Regions from separate parts of the Mus musculus genome. Here all the other regions are linked to region 4. The links are chromatin contacts, called in public Hi-C maps. All regions are on one chromosome and are shown on one strand. Each heading gives the region's core, a stretch centred on a gene start, on an enhancer-like site or on the middle of the called end of the contact. The rest is flanking DNA. Distances are from core to core; before and after follow the strand shown.

Region 1 (2,700 bases), core at 102-2,601, 1.0 Mb before region 4:
TGACCAACTTGGTTTTGGAATAATGAACAATGAGTCAGAGTGGAACCATTCAAAGAAACCCACAAAACATTTCTTCGAGAAAAGATTTGCGGGTAAGGAAAATGATGCTCAGATGTCTAATACGCCCTGCTTGTGGTCATGTAGAGTAGGTTATCCTCATGAAAACTGGAGAGGTACTTGTGCTTTGCACTAATCCTCCTTGTTTATTCATGGAAGTATTAATTGCCTTATTTCTTATTTCCCCCAAGTAAGGGCAAAAGGTAGCTCCCGATACTGGGTCCAGGAAGAATAAAGCTAAGTAAGATTATACACTGGCCATTTCTTATGTAAAGTGCTGCCCTTCATAGAGAGACCTTAGGAATTGTTCTCTTCCTGGGACAGCCAGTGAGTGTTAACTGCTGGAAGCATCTCTCAGCAGTCTACGTAGACAGCTTATTATTTTGAGGGCTGTGAAATGCCATTTAGGTATGGATTGATGTTCTTTTGTTGTTGATCCTCAATCTTCTGAAACAGGAGACCTCAAGGGGTCTATTTTCATGAAATGCCCACCAAAATTTTGCCTCAGTCTGAGCCAACTAGTGGATCACTGATTGCCAGTGCCCAGATGATGACTACCGCCGTGTTTCTCAACCTTGCCATGAGGATAGCACTCTGTGATCTGTGACAATGAGTAGTGAAGTCATTCTTAGGGGCTTCTGGGACAGCTTTCTTTGTGCTCATCCACTGAGTTGATGGTTGGTGACTTGAGGACATGATGCATGAATCACAACCTCTGCCCTGATGTCTAAGGTACTACCGTCTGACTTCCAAGACAACTGTGATGAGTCAGATCTCGCCTCTTAGTAGTTAGTTACTTGTGCTGTTTGGAGGGTCTCAGATAAGCCCTTGGGAAGTTTGTCAGCTGGTCTGGTTGACTAGCAGGATTTTGTTTCCCATAATCGGGTGGCCATTTAATAACCTTCTTTGCCTTTGGGTTCCCAAGTTAATAGAGCTCTGAAAAATATAATCCCTTCTAATTAAGTTTTACCACATGGTTTAATGCTATAAAGACTTTTACCAGGGGGCTTAGGTCATACTACAAATGCCCCTCTTCCCACTCATGTGGGGGGACGTCTCTGCTTGCTTTGAAACTGAAGTGTTCCCAGATAGTATAACCTTCCTTCAGTTCTTACACGTAGGCTTCCTTATGGGCTTTGATTCTAAAAGAGTAGTTAGACAGTGCTCCTCAGACTGGACTGGGGCTGAGGGTTCTGAAGGCATCCTGCCCCCCCATGAATGCTAAGCAGTCCCGGTGACCACAATGTGGTTGACATTGTCCCAGTGAATGACAGGGCTTGAGAGATGGGGAAACCACACAGCCGTAAGAACTGGCAAGCTTCCACACTTACTGTGTGCCAGAAGAGGAGCCCAGTGGTTTACATGTGCTCTATTATCTGATTTTTCATCATAGTCCAAGAAATGCTTCTATATTCCCACTTTGCAGATGCGACTGTTGAGGCTCTGAAAGGCCAAATTATTTGCCTAAAGCCGTATACACAGTGACAGACTTATGTCACTTGTGTAATTTGGATCCATGGGCTGTTGAATTCTGGAACCTATACTTTAACTGTTATACTGGCTTAGTTCTGTGCAGATACTGCCAGCATCAAGAACAAACTGTATCTAGATATAAATAACACATAAATATGAGCAGGCCTGGTTCATGGACATATTCCTTTAGAGCTCTAAGGAACAAGTTAGCTTTGTGACTTTGACAGAAAACAGAAGGTAGGTTGTGAAGTTTCTTGGGTAATTCTAGGTACTTGGACACCTGTTCAGCTATTCTGGGATTCTGTGGTGGGGGTAAGGGGATACAGGGAGGGTGAGGTCATTATTGCAAAAACCATTTCCTGAAAGCTTGACTTCAGGAAATGCAGGAGCATTAAAAATACCCATTGTGTGGGAGCCGTGGCCAGATCATGACTCACATTTAACAATTGTGTCCATAGGTCACAAAGGATTTGAGGAACATAGGAGATATTCATACTAAACTCTGTCTGTGGGTGGTTCATTATGAAGCGTTCAGTAGGTTGCGAATCATGTTACCATTTCAAGAGTGACATTTACAAGTTTTCCTGGAAACTGTGAGGCCAGACTTCTTCATTCATACATTGATTTGCAATTAGTTGTCCACCTACTAAGTACAAGGAACTGCATTAGTTCCCTTAGGATATTAGAAAAAGAACTAAGTTGCGTTCTTGACCTTTGCGGTGTGTAGGAAGCACCTGCAGGAAAATGGCCTTCTTTGTAAATTTGCCCACATCTTTGCTTTCACAAAAGGAAGGCCAACTCTTAAAGGAAGATGCTTCAGTTCATTTCCACCACAAAGAAAGGGCTCTAAGTAAATCTGCCAACTCTCAGAACTTATTCCCAGCAATCCCTGGGAGAGGCTTGGCTTGGGCTTGGTAGGTACTTTTTCTGTCATTGTAAGAATGAGACCAGGTGAAGGGAACAGAAATTATTAATTGAATGATCCTGTGCATTTTTTTTAAAATTGGCACTGAGAATGTTTTTGTTTATTATTTCTAATTTATATTTTATTCAAAGTTATATATTCTAAATAAGATATATACATATGCATTACAAAAGGCAGTAATAATCTTCTCCTAGGAAGCTACCCCAAACCCAAGGTTCAGAATAGCATCAATACTTTGCATTTCC
Region 2 (2,728 bases), core at 30-2,529, 1.2 Mb before region 4:
AGGGTTTGTCTAGGTAGCCCTGGCTGTCCTGGAACTCTATATGTAGACCAGGCTGGTCTCAAACTCAGAGATCCATCTGCCTCTGCCTCCTGAGTACTGGGATTAAAGGTGTGTGCTACTAACACATGGCACTATTAACCTTGACTATGAAATACACTTTAATACTGAAAACACTGAGGTGTAAACTGTTCATAGCTGCACTTTTAGCCTTGAGAAGATAACCTTATAAAAACCACAGAACCTCAACATTGAGGTGTGTAGGTAAATAGACCACAGAAGTTGCTTCCTGTCTAGTTCCTCAATCGCTCTTTGATGTTAAGGTGAACTTAAAGGTTTTGTTACTTGGAGGTCAAGGTGAGGCTGTGCTGTCCTGTAGTGTAGTCATGACCGTAACAGTGATGGGCGCAGACTGATGACCATTGAAGTTACTGCATCCGAAGCTTCGAGTGCCCGAGCTCTAGTTCCCTCTGTAACAGGTTCTTAACCCCATTTTACAGACAAGGAAACCAGGACTCAGGATTTTGTTGTTCCCTATTTTTATTTTCCCCAGGCAGGGTCTTGTGAGTCCATACTGGAGTCTAACTAACTATCTAGCAGAGAATATCCTTGAACAAGAGGGTAGCCTCTTGCTTCCATACCCTGGATGCTGGAACAAAGGGCCAGCATCACCACACAGCTTCCCAGCTCAGAAGGTTTAAATATCCCAAGGCTACAAAGCTACAAGATGATGGAAACATGATTTGAAATACATGATTTGAAATTTGACTGCTGCAAAGCTCACATGTCAAAGGCAGGGGAAGGTGAAATGGTTAAGGCTTAAATCAAGGTAAAACCATGGGCAAAATGTCGAGAGTCCTAGCACGGGACTGCGGTTCAGCATAAGGCTGTGAAGTTCCTTTCTTAGCTCAGTCATAACAACCAGACATGGCAGGCAGAGAGCACTTTGTGTGCACTGCCTTTTGATTCTAACGGCAGCCTAGAGGAGCTACTACAGTGCCCGTTACACAGACAAGGCAACTGAGGCTGTAAAGACAGTTTGGTAAGTTTCAACTAGCGTCTGTTTGGCTCCAAGCGGTGCTCACGAATGTAAATTATCTTTTGACCGACCGACGTGACTTCTGTTTTTCCTGACGAACCACGGTGTCTTTTCAAAAACCGGGTTTCTCTTTCTGTCCCTGTTCCCAAGTCTTTTAGGTTGCCTGTGACCACTTTTGTAGCCCCAGCTTCATTATCCAGGTTCACACCGGAGGATCCACATGGTGGCACTGTAACCTCACACAGTTAAAACATGAGGAAAAAGGAGGAAAAAAAAAAAAACCCACTTGTTTCCACTGCACTAGGCAGGCCAGACTCAAGTCTGACAGACAGTCATGGACAGGCAGACTGGCCTTAATTAGACCGGCTTTAGCATTCTACCCTTTCTGGTTACAGACACACAGAACGCATTCTCCTCCAGCTACACCCAGGAGTGAAGATTCCAGAGACCCCATGCCCAATGGCAGGGTGTTGATCCTAACTAATATCACAACATCTAAGAGCACACCACCAAGACCTCTCCAAAGCCAGGAAATGCATGACTATCCCTTTCAAAATATTTTTTATCTGACTCTCATAAGCCCCTATCTCTTTAGACTTTCTGAAGTGGTGGGCTTTCTGAGAGAACAAAAGGAGGGAAAGACAGACAAATTAGGGAGAAAGGAAAAGGATCAACTCTCTGCATACATGACATTAAGTGCAGTACCCAATATCCCCAGACACACTTCCTTATGCATGGGAAGGCTTACCCAGTTTCTGTCTTGCAGGCTGTAAGATATATTAAAGGTATAAATTCATGATGTATCTTTAGGTGTTTGGTGATGCAAGCTGTTTCTTCAGTACTTTGCTTTCTTTGCTTCCAACTAAGAAAAAAAAAAAGACCAAGATCCTTCCATGTCACAGGAGGGAGGAAGACTTTCCAAGAGGGCAGATCTATAGACAAAGAGAAATCTTGCCAGTCTAGGAATGTAAAAAAAATATGCATAAGGTTGATGGAACAAAAATATTTTTACCCAGATGTAGCTGTCTCTTGTGAGACTATGCCGGGGCCTAGCAAACACAGAAGTGGATGCTCACAGTCAGCTAATGGATGGATCACAGGGCTCCCAATGGAGGAGCTAGAGAAAGTAGCCAAGGAGCTAAAGGGGTCTGCAACCCTATAGGAGGAACAACATTATCAACTAACCAGTACCCCGGAGCTCTTGACTCTAGCTGCATATGTATCAAAAGATGGCCTAGTCGGCCATCACTGGAAAGAGAGGCCCATTGGACAGGCAAACTTTATATGCCCCAGTACAGGGGAACGCCAGGGCCAAAAAGGGGGAGTGGGTGGGTAGGGGGTGGGTGGGTATGGGGGACTTTTGGTATAGCATTGGAAATGTAAATGAGCTAAATACCTAATAAAAAATGGGAAAAATAAATAAATAAATAAATAAACAAATTAATAAATAAAAATATTTTTATTTGTATATTTTTAAGTCTTTTTGAAGTAGATAGCAACCAGAGAGAATCATGCTTTTCAAGATAAGTGGCAAGATTCACACTCATGACTGCTTGTCTTAGGAAGAGTCTTCAGGGCCAGTTTCATTTTAAAGATTTGGGGAATCACTCTACCCAGATGCCTGAGTTGTCTGCACATAGGCTGGCATGAGGAGCCTTCATGCTTTTGTTTGAAATCCAGTCAGCTAGTTTC
Region 3 (2,700 bases), core at 66-2,565, 1.1 Mb before region 4:
GAGAACAGGCCAGTCTTCCCACTAGTGCCCTGCCAGCATAGCGTGGATTGCTTTTTTAATATTTCACACAACACACATTTTCAGAGGGTGGAAGGGAAAACACACAGAGCTATGTTTACAGTGAGCTCACAAAAAATGTCATGGGAAATAGGAAAATTTTAAAACAAGAAAATGTAACACTTTGAATGTATTTTCTGTTGGGACTGACTGAACAGGTCAGACAGTTCACACCATGGGGTGCTGGGTTTTTGTAATAACTCAGGCAATCTGGGAAGGTATTGTGACTCTTTAATAAATGCCCAGAGTGGAGGTCTCTACCGGGCCAGGGCCTTGTAGATCTGTACACACCAAGGTGCACATACCCTTGGAAATGGGGACAAAGAGCCACTACTGTGCTCTGCAAATAGGCCTTATAGGTCAGTCAACAACAAGCAATCCTGTAATTGCTCTGGCCATATATCAGGTGGCAGGGTAAAGGAAAAACGTGTGAAGCAAACACTGAGATGCTCAGTGTTGTCAGGAGGCCCGCACCGTTCTTCTACATTCAGCTACCACAAAAGCCTGGACTTAGCTCCCACTGCCTCTCTCTTCCGTTTCCTTTGTGGCCATTTTGATAAGGGGTGTGTGTGTGTGTGTGTGTGTGTGTGTGTGTGTGTGTGTGTGTGTTTTCTTGTGTAGGCACCAGAGCATGTGTAAGGGGTCCATCTTCGTTTTTCACAGCTGGAGGTTGGGTCTCTGTCTGCCAATATATGTTGCTAGGGTATCTGGTATGCAAGCTTTTGGGAGGGCAGGATTTTCCTTGCTCTGACTCTCATCTTGCTGTGGGGATATTGGGATTATAGACCGTGGTGGTCAGATTTACCTGCATTCTAAGGGTTTGGATTTGAGTGCCTTACCCATTGATCCACCTTGCCAGCCCCACTGGTATTTTTAATGCTCCTTCCCAACTCAGCAATACAAGGTACAACATGTTTCCTAACTCCCTTCACCACAATAGGTAATCAGTTCATCTGGGAAAGACTGCTGTAATTGAGTTTTCTATTCCCCTCGCCCCCAACTTCTCTACTTTGTCACCCTTCTGTTTGGCTTAGCTGCTCTCTGCCTGGGTACTGCATCCAATCCTGTCTTCTTCTTCTCCATCCCCAATGAGACTCTTCCCTCTGTGTAGACGATGCTCAGTTCCCTTCCTGTGTAAAGTACTTGCTTTTTCTTGAAATCTTGGCTTTGTTTCTCAGAACACCATCTCAAAGTGTCCAGCCCCCTTTACTGTTAGTTTTGTTTGGAGTGCACGTCCTATCCCTGTCCAGTCCCCACCATGACTCATTGATTTCCTGCCATTCTTTCAACATCACATACGGACGGCGGCTGGAGGACAGAGAGATGTTTACTTTGGAGAAGCTAAAGCTCACTTTTGCCAGCAATTGGAGTCAAAATCCTGGAAGGGCCCACACAGGGAAAAAAAAAATCAATTGTCTTTAAGCCCAAAGTGGAGAATTATGACAGATAAGTCAAAGCTGCAATAGAGAATAGAGCAACGTTTGGACGTGTTTTATTACCTCCAGACGTACGCAGAGATGTAGTAGGAGGCTCTTCTTTCCGAGACAGTCAGACTTAGACTGGGTGTTGAACGTGGCTGTATGCAGGTGGCTATAGTTTGCTATAGGTTGCTGCACACTACAACGAAGTGTTTGCTATAGGTTGCTGCAGACTACAACAAAGTATTTGTTATTAGTCTCTTAGACCAATGGGTGCTTCTAGATCCTGAAATTTTGTTGTCATTGAGTCATTTTCAAGTTTACTCTGATTAGACAATGCTTGTGACATACATCACTGCTGCGCTTATACTCTGTTTATTTTACTTTATGTATATACAGATATAATCATGGTTGTTCTGAGAAAATTTTGAGCAAAATAAAATATGCAAGTGACTCAGCCTTATTCTCTCTTCCTCTTTCTTTGAGTCTTGCAAAAATTGTCCAGTGAATTTTGGCTTACAATTAGGATAGAATTTCCAACAATTTCTAAATGCTCCTAAGCACACTTCTGACAGTTTGTACTACCTATTTATGCCAAATGGCACTCTTAACATTGATGGCTATATAAATATAAATTTATTTCTCAGAACACCGTCTCTAAGTGTCCAGTCCCCTTTACTGTTAGCTTTGTTTGGAGCAAATGTTCAATCCCTGTCCAGTCCCCAATCAAAATATTGATCTACTTTGAAAAACTGAAAGTGCTCTATGTTCTGAATGTAAAATAGTCAGAAGATTTAATTTTTTATGCAAAAGAAACAAGCACATCTCTCATTGGTATGCAAATAGACTTTTGTCTTTAGTAAATGATAGATTGTACGCATACAAAGTTTTTAAAAATTAATCTCAATATGATTTATTAGTAGTGTTTCATTTGTATACTTATTTTATATGCTTCTCCATCTGATGTTCCATCAAAATCTCTCTGGTAAAAAGGAGTCACAAGCGGAGAATCCCTGCCTTAGGGGCTGAAGTGATGTCTTAGCAGTTAGGAGCACTTGGTGCAGAGGACCCAGGTTTGATTCCCAGCACCCATATCAGTCAACTCACAGTCTTCAAGTCAGTAATCATTAAAGAGCAAGGTCACGTACCATCACTTTGTGTATTCTCTCTTAGCTGAGGCCACCAGGTCTCGGGGGGCCAGTACTAGCATTCAATACATAGAAAA
Region 4 (2,700 bases), core at 172-2,671:
TGCATGACCAATGGGCCTCTCTTTCCACTGATGGCCGACTAGGCCATCTTTTGATACATATGCAGCTAGAGACACAAGCTCCGGGGGGGGGGGGGGTACTGGTTAGTTCATATTGTTGTTCCACCTATAGGGTTGCAGATCCCTTTAGCTCCTTGGTTACTTTCTCTAGCTCCTCCATTGTGGGCCCTGTGATCCATCCAATAGCTGACTGTGAGCATCCCCTTCTGTGTTTGCTAGGCCCTGGCATAGTCTCACAAGAGACAGCTATATCTGGGTCCTTTCAAGAAAATGCCTCTGTATTTTAGAATTTCTGGTGTTAACAAAGGAATTAAGGAACAAATGGAAGTCTAGTTGACTTGATTTGTTTAAAGACTGAGATTATGAAAATTTTGTTTGCATTATTTGATGATAATATTCATAGCCATCCAAGTAGGTCACTTAATCTACCTAAATAAGGGTGCTAATTTTTTATTGCTTAGATTATTAATGAAAATGTAGATAAAATGTAATAATAGATGATAATCTAACCAGGAATTATCATTGTATCAGAAGTATGTACAGACAGAGACCGGGTGATCATTCAGTGATTAGAAGCAAGCACTGGCTGTTTTCATTAAGGACTCAAGGTTCAGTTCCTAGCACCCACATGGTCACTCATAACACCCTGTATCTCCAGTTCCAGGAAATTTAATGCCTTCCTCTGACTCCCATGGTCTTCTATACAAAAGCAGTACACAGATATTCAACAGGGTTCACATACATGCACACAAACAATCTTAAACAATGTGTCTTATATCAATCAATCTTAAACAATAAGTTTACAGACATAGCTCACTTTCCATCTCCTTCATTCCTTCCTTCCTCCCCTCCCTCCCTCCCTCCTTCTTTCCTTCCCTCCCTTCCTCTTTCCTTCCTGACTTCTCTCCTTACTTTGTTCTTTCCTCCTCTTTTGCTGTCACCCAAATACTTCCTTCTTCTCCTCTGTATTCATCTTCTTCCCTATCTGTCTCTGTCTCCTTCCTTGAACCCTCCTTCCTTTTGTGACAGGATCCACTTATGAAGTCCAGACTAACCTCAAGCTGACTCTGAAATACAATGACTGGCAAGTGGTTAACCCTATGTCTTTTCGAATGTAACAATGCAACTTATCTCAAATTCAAGATTTGGGAAAAAATTACTTGAGAGATAAATGAAAATCTCCATGCCCTTAAAAATAGCCGAATGTGGGCCACTCCTAGAGCTGTTTGTTTTTAAATGATATACAGTGAAAACACAATTATTAAGAATGAGAAACCCAGCTGTGATTTGGGTCTATCAAATTTCGGGAAGTTGCTTTTTTTTCACTATTTATAGTCTATGGAAGCTAAAGTCTACTTTTGTAAGAAAATTTCCTTCAATTTGAAAGTCAGTGTTTATTTTAAAAGGGGAAGAATCCATATGGTTTTGACTCCCCCACACTTGACTCATCCAAATGCAGTTTTGTAAGAGCTGTTTGAAGTAGAAAGCTTTTTGAAAAATTTTTTATGAGCTTTTTTGTCTCTTTTCCTCCTCAGAAAAGGAAGTGATGCTTTGCCAAGTATAAACAAAGTTAATCACTAAACAATTTTATGTCCTAAAATAATGAAACTGGAGTGCGTGTTGAATTTGACAGAAGTAACTCTTTCATCCTCAATGAAATTGTTGCCCAAACTTGTTCAGAGACAGCTTTCTCGGAAGGACCACTCCTGGCAAAAGCAATGCCACTCCACAGGCTTCCAGGGAAACACAGGACAGTAGCTGCATCTTTTGTTTCCCGCCCAGAGTATACTTACTGCATTTGGGGGCAGGGGACACACAGAAGTCACAGAAGAAGGTTATTAAATGTTATGACTGGGCCAAATAATTAGCTCTCAGGAACATAAGTGATGAAGCCATGCTACATGGGTACCTTTCAGGACTGTGACCTGACCAGTAAGTCCTGGACAGTTAGAACATGTTCCTATGCATGTTTTCATAATGAAATCTAGAATCATGGTCAGGACACTGAGGCCTGCTGGCTGAGAGCAGCTATTAGCTGCTTTCATAAATAAAGTTTTATAGACATAAGCAAACCCATTCATGTCCATATTGCACATGCCTGGTTTTGTTTTACAAGGATAGCCACCATCTGAAAGGCAAAACATAAGCTATTTTTAGTATAAGCCTTTTTATTAATTCTTTGAGAATGGTCATAGAATATACTTTAACAATATTCACCACCAACTCCTCTTCTTAACTCTACCCAGATCCACCCCCAACGTCATGTTTTTGTGCCCCCCCCCAAAAAAAAACTACCCATTAGCTCCAATTTGTGCTGTCCATGAAATTCCAGGGATAGGGACATCCACTGGAGTGTGGTCACCCTACTAGGGTTTATACTTTGTTTCCTTAAGTGATCTTTCCCCCAAAAGAACCATCAATTGTCCATATATCCTCAGTTATCACTGGGGTTCATGAAACCCCTCCTACTCCATGCTGACTGGTTTGATCTTGTGAAGGTCTCATGCAGACAACCATGGCTTCTGTGAGCTCATGAATACAGTGGTCCAGTTATATCCAGAAGATACTGCTTCTCAAGGTGCCTCTCTGACCTCTGGTTCTTAAAGCCTTTCAATACCTTCTTCCTTGGTTGTCTCTGAGGCTGGGGCAGCAGATATGAGCACAGGTGAGCATTCCAAGGAC
Region 5 (2,803 bases), core at 251-2,750, 1.1 Mb before region 4:
AATGGACTAGTTGAGCATGATAGTTGGGATGAGTGACGGCATCCATAAGCATACAGGCTCCTGTGTGTTCCGAGCTGAGAGTACAGAGAAGCTGTGCGGTGTAACACAGGCGAGCCTAGCCTGAAGCACCTTGGGATTGTTACACAATTGAGGCTGAATTTATTTTTGATCATTGCACATCCAGGAGTCTTCTGCTATTGTCACTGTCTTTAGAACGGTCACCTTCAGCTAAGCGACCCTGTAGTGGGGTGACGACTTACAGTCAGACGAAGCTGGGCTCTGTAACATCTTTAAATATGCACACAGTATTAATACACCAGTGCAAATGCCTTATGAAAATAGAACATATTTACATATTTTACATTGCTAACCCCACTACTGTGGTGGCATGGGAAGCTGGGTAGCCAACTGATTTTTAATGTAAGATATTAGAAATACTGGCTTTCATATTCATATATATGTATGTATGTATATATATATGTATGTATGTATATACACACACACACATATAGTATGTGTGTATATATATCGTATGTGTATATATATACACGATAATATCGTAACTATACTACCTATACATGTGCATATATATATATATATATATATATAAACTAATTTGAATTGCTACTCCATTGACTAAGTACTTACGATGAATTGTATGACATACATCTCCAGACCCGCCCCCCTGCCAGCCCTGAAGGATATACCTCACTCATTTTCTTTTCTTTCAAGAAACCAATTTTGCTATCTTCAAGCAACCACTTCTTTTGTTGAAGCAAAACAGAACAAACAAACAAACAAAAAATCAACATTAAGATTTTCCTAAGCATTTAGAAACATGTCGAGCAGCCTGGGACATTCTGGAACCCTGTCAGAGCCCTGGTCTGTGAGCTAAGGAAACAATTTTGTTTGATAGAGTTACTATCTTCTGCAAAGGCTGAGTGTATATTATGTCGCATAGTCAGAGCACTGGGGGACACCCCCAGAGGGAGCTTGTGATGAGTAAATAACTTAGTAAGGCAAAGAATGGACACTGTAAAACCATTCCTTAATTCAAGGCCACGTGTTACTTTGGGATTTAAGGAAATATATTGGCATCTTCTATGTGATAAGATGCTTCAAGCATTTATCCTTAAAAAGGACTAAAACCCATTTTTTTTTCTCTCCTGTTTGTATCATTTCCTCCTCCTCCTCCTTACCCCTTCCCCCCCCCCCCAGTCCACTTTTCTCTCTCCCTCCCTCTTTCCCTCTCCCTCCCACTCCTATTCCCTCTGCTTCTTCCCCATCTCCTCTCCTCCCCTTCTATCTCTCCATTCTCCCTTCCTTCCCCTCCCCCTTCTTTCCCTGTGGTCATTGAGACGAAGTTCTTTTAACTAACATCCCATTTCCGCCAGCAGAGGGCACTGTTTGCGCGTTTAAGTAGATGTCTCCGCTTTGTTTTTCCAATGTGAACAGTATCTGAGTCACAGGCAGGCACGCTATTCGGCTGGAAAGATACTGGGGAGAAGGCCTGCCTGAGTGGTAGTGTTTCAACATCATTTTGCCGAACATTTCCTTTGTTCTCGGCTGCTTGGAGGGATGTTCATTGCAAATGCCCTTCTAGTTCCCGGTGGAAAATGTATGTTTTGAATGTGTGTTTTGAAGGCAATGGCATTGGGTCACTCAACGTCTAAATATCACAAGTGCTTCAAACCACTTTAGGTGTCAAATTCTGAATCAAGGTATCAGCCCCAGAGTAGATCGTCTTGCTCCGGGAGCATCATAAATAATTTCTGTAGCAGCATATGACATCATAAAGCAATCAGGCATTCCCTGTACACCATAATCGATGGACTTAGATGTCTTCGGATGGAAGGGTATGGTGAAAGACACTTTTCCTCTCACTGGACTTGAGCACTTTAGAATTAGTCAGTGGCTGCCTATCAAAAACGAAGTGAGTCACGTTCAACTTCCAATATATTGTGGAATATTTTCTCAAGAGTTTCATACACATCATTTATATAATATTGGATTATATATTTTGTGGTGAAGTAAGTACTTTTACATTTTTACGGCAATTATTTAAAAAAAATTAATCAAAGTGTAGATGAGAATGGCATACTTTAACAATGAAAGTCACGGTTAGTCAGATACCTACTTGACTTTCCCAGTCCTCAGTATCTCTCTCAGCTCAGGTATAACTTTTCATTTTGGAACCTGTATTTTAGTCCACCCCCCCACCCACCATCTCTGAAACAATCAGCTTGTCTTGCTATTCTCTAAGCTACTACTTTTAGATGTTAGCTGCTGTTTGACTGTAGCAGGAGTATGTTGCCCAGGGTTGTGTGTGTGTTTGTTAAAGCTCGGTCGCCAGTGTGGTGATGCTGGAGACAGGCACCTTTAAGAGAAGGTGGGGTAATTAGACCAAGGTAATTATTTCACACGGAAGGGATCAAAGCCATGTGTATGGGAACCCGCTGACTTCCTCTTAGAGTGGGTTGTTATAAAACATAACGCTCACCTTTCTCATGATCTGGCTTCCTGCCTCTGCCATGTGTTGTCTCTTTCCTTGCACTGGCTCCCCCACGGCACCATCTGCCACAGGGTAGCACACATAGGGGACTGTCACCAAGGGCCAAACACTCTAGGTTTACCCAGGGTTGAATTGTCAGACTCAAAAATTGTAAGCTAAACAGATCTCTCATCATTCCACAACCCAAGGTGGTTTGTTAGAGCCAAGCAAAGCGGGATTGTCTAATACTGTGAATTGTCCTTTTGGAATGTACCGATAGATAAGACTCTCACCTCTCTGTCCCTCTGCTCA

The links. A called contact is a pair of places that touch in the nucleus more often than the background predicts.
Region 1: a contact with region 4 is called in a Hi-C map of bone marrow-derived macrophages, with 11 read pairs. The contact joins two enhancer-like sites. A contact is called at or near these places in 1 of 484 Hi-C or Micro-C datasets (bone marrow-derived macrophages) and 1 of 115 datasets of contacts at active chromatin or transcription factors (embryonic stem cells).
Region 2: a contact with region 4 is called in a Hi-C map of bone marrow-derived macrophages, with 11 read pairs. The contact joins two enhancer-like sites. A contact is called at or near these places in 1 of 39 promoter capture datasets (neural stem cells), 1 of 15 datasets of contacts at CTCF or cohesin (the NIH/3T3 cell line), 2 of 484 Hi-C or Micro-C datasets (bone marrow-derived macrophages and neural progenitor cells) and 1 of 115 datasets of contacts at active chromatin or transcription factors (acute myeloid leukemia).
Region 3: a contact with region 4 is called in a Hi-C map of bone marrow-derived macrophages, with 9 read pairs. The contact joins two enhancer-like sites. A contact is called at or near these places in 1 of 484 Hi-C or Micro-C datasets (bone marrow-derived macrophages) and 3 of 115 datasets of contacts at active chromatin or transcription factors (bone marrow-derived macrophages, double positive thymocytes and stem cell-derived neural progenitor cells).
Region 5: a contact with region 4 is called in a Hi-C map of bone marrow-derived macrophages, with 17 read pairs. The contact joins two enhancer-like sites. A contact is called at or near these places in 1 of 15 datasets of contacts at CTCF or cohesin (the NIH/3T3 cell line), 1 of 484 Hi-C or Micro-C datasets (bone marrow-derived macrophages) and 1 of 115 datasets of contacts at active chromatin or transcription factors (embryonic stem cells).

What each region holds. Positions count from the first base shown.
Region 1 is chr10:96,237,135-96,239,834 of GRCm38.p6, forward strand. All of the region lies in intron 1 of 4930459C07Rik (RIKEN cDNA 4930459C07 gene), which reads left to right. The region is part of intron 2 of Gm40747 (a long non-coding RNA gene); the gene reads right to left. Among named protein-coding and RNA genes, the nearest start is that of 4930459C07Rik, 12 kb to the left of the region's middle. Within about 2 kb of position 1,352, at least 87 of the 459 cell types and tissues checked have an H3K27ac peak or open chromatin away from gene starts, as enhancers often do. A contact at or near this core is called in bone marrow-derived macrophages, where this site is marked.
Region 2 is chr10:96,131,047-96,133,774 of GRCm38.p6, forward strand. No RefSeq gene overlaps it. Among named protein-coding and RNA genes, the nearest start is that of Gm40746, 49 kb to the right of the region's middle. Within about 2 kb of position 1,280, at least 52 of the 459 cell types and tissues checked have an H3K27ac peak or open chromatin away from gene starts, as enhancers often do. A contact at or near this core is called in the NIH/3T3 cell line and bone marrow-derived macrophages, where this site is marked.
Region 3 is chr10:96,187,011-96,189,710 of GRCm38.p6, forward strand. No RefSeq gene overlaps it. Among named protein-coding and RNA genes, the nearest start is that of Gm40746, 7.4 kb to the left of the region's middle. Within about 2 kb of position 1,316, at least 84 of the 459 cell types and tissues checked have an H3K27ac peak or open chromatin away from gene starts, as enhancers often do. A contact at or near this core is called in bone marrow-derived macrophages, where this site is marked.
Region 4 is chr10:97,281,565-97,284,264 of GRCm38.p6, forward strand. No RefSeq gene overlaps it. Among named protein-coding and RNA genes, the nearest start is that of Gm34044, 47 kb to the left of the region's middle. Within about 2 kb of position 1,422, at least 11 of the 459 cell types and tissues checked have an H3K27ac peak or open chromatin away from gene starts, as enhancers often do. A contact at or near this core is called in the NIH/3T3 cell line and bone marrow-derived macrophages, where this site is marked.
Region 5 is chr10:96,212,656-96,215,458 of GRCm38.p6, forward strand. No RefSeq gene overlaps it. Among named protein-coding and RNA genes, the nearest start is that of 4930459C07Rik, 12 kb to the right of the region's middle. Within about 2 kb of position 1,501, at least 167 of the 459 cell types and tissues checked have an H3K27ac peak or open chromatin away from gene starts, as enhancers often do. A contact at or near this core is called in the NIH/3T3 cell line and bone marrow-derived macrophages, where this site is marked.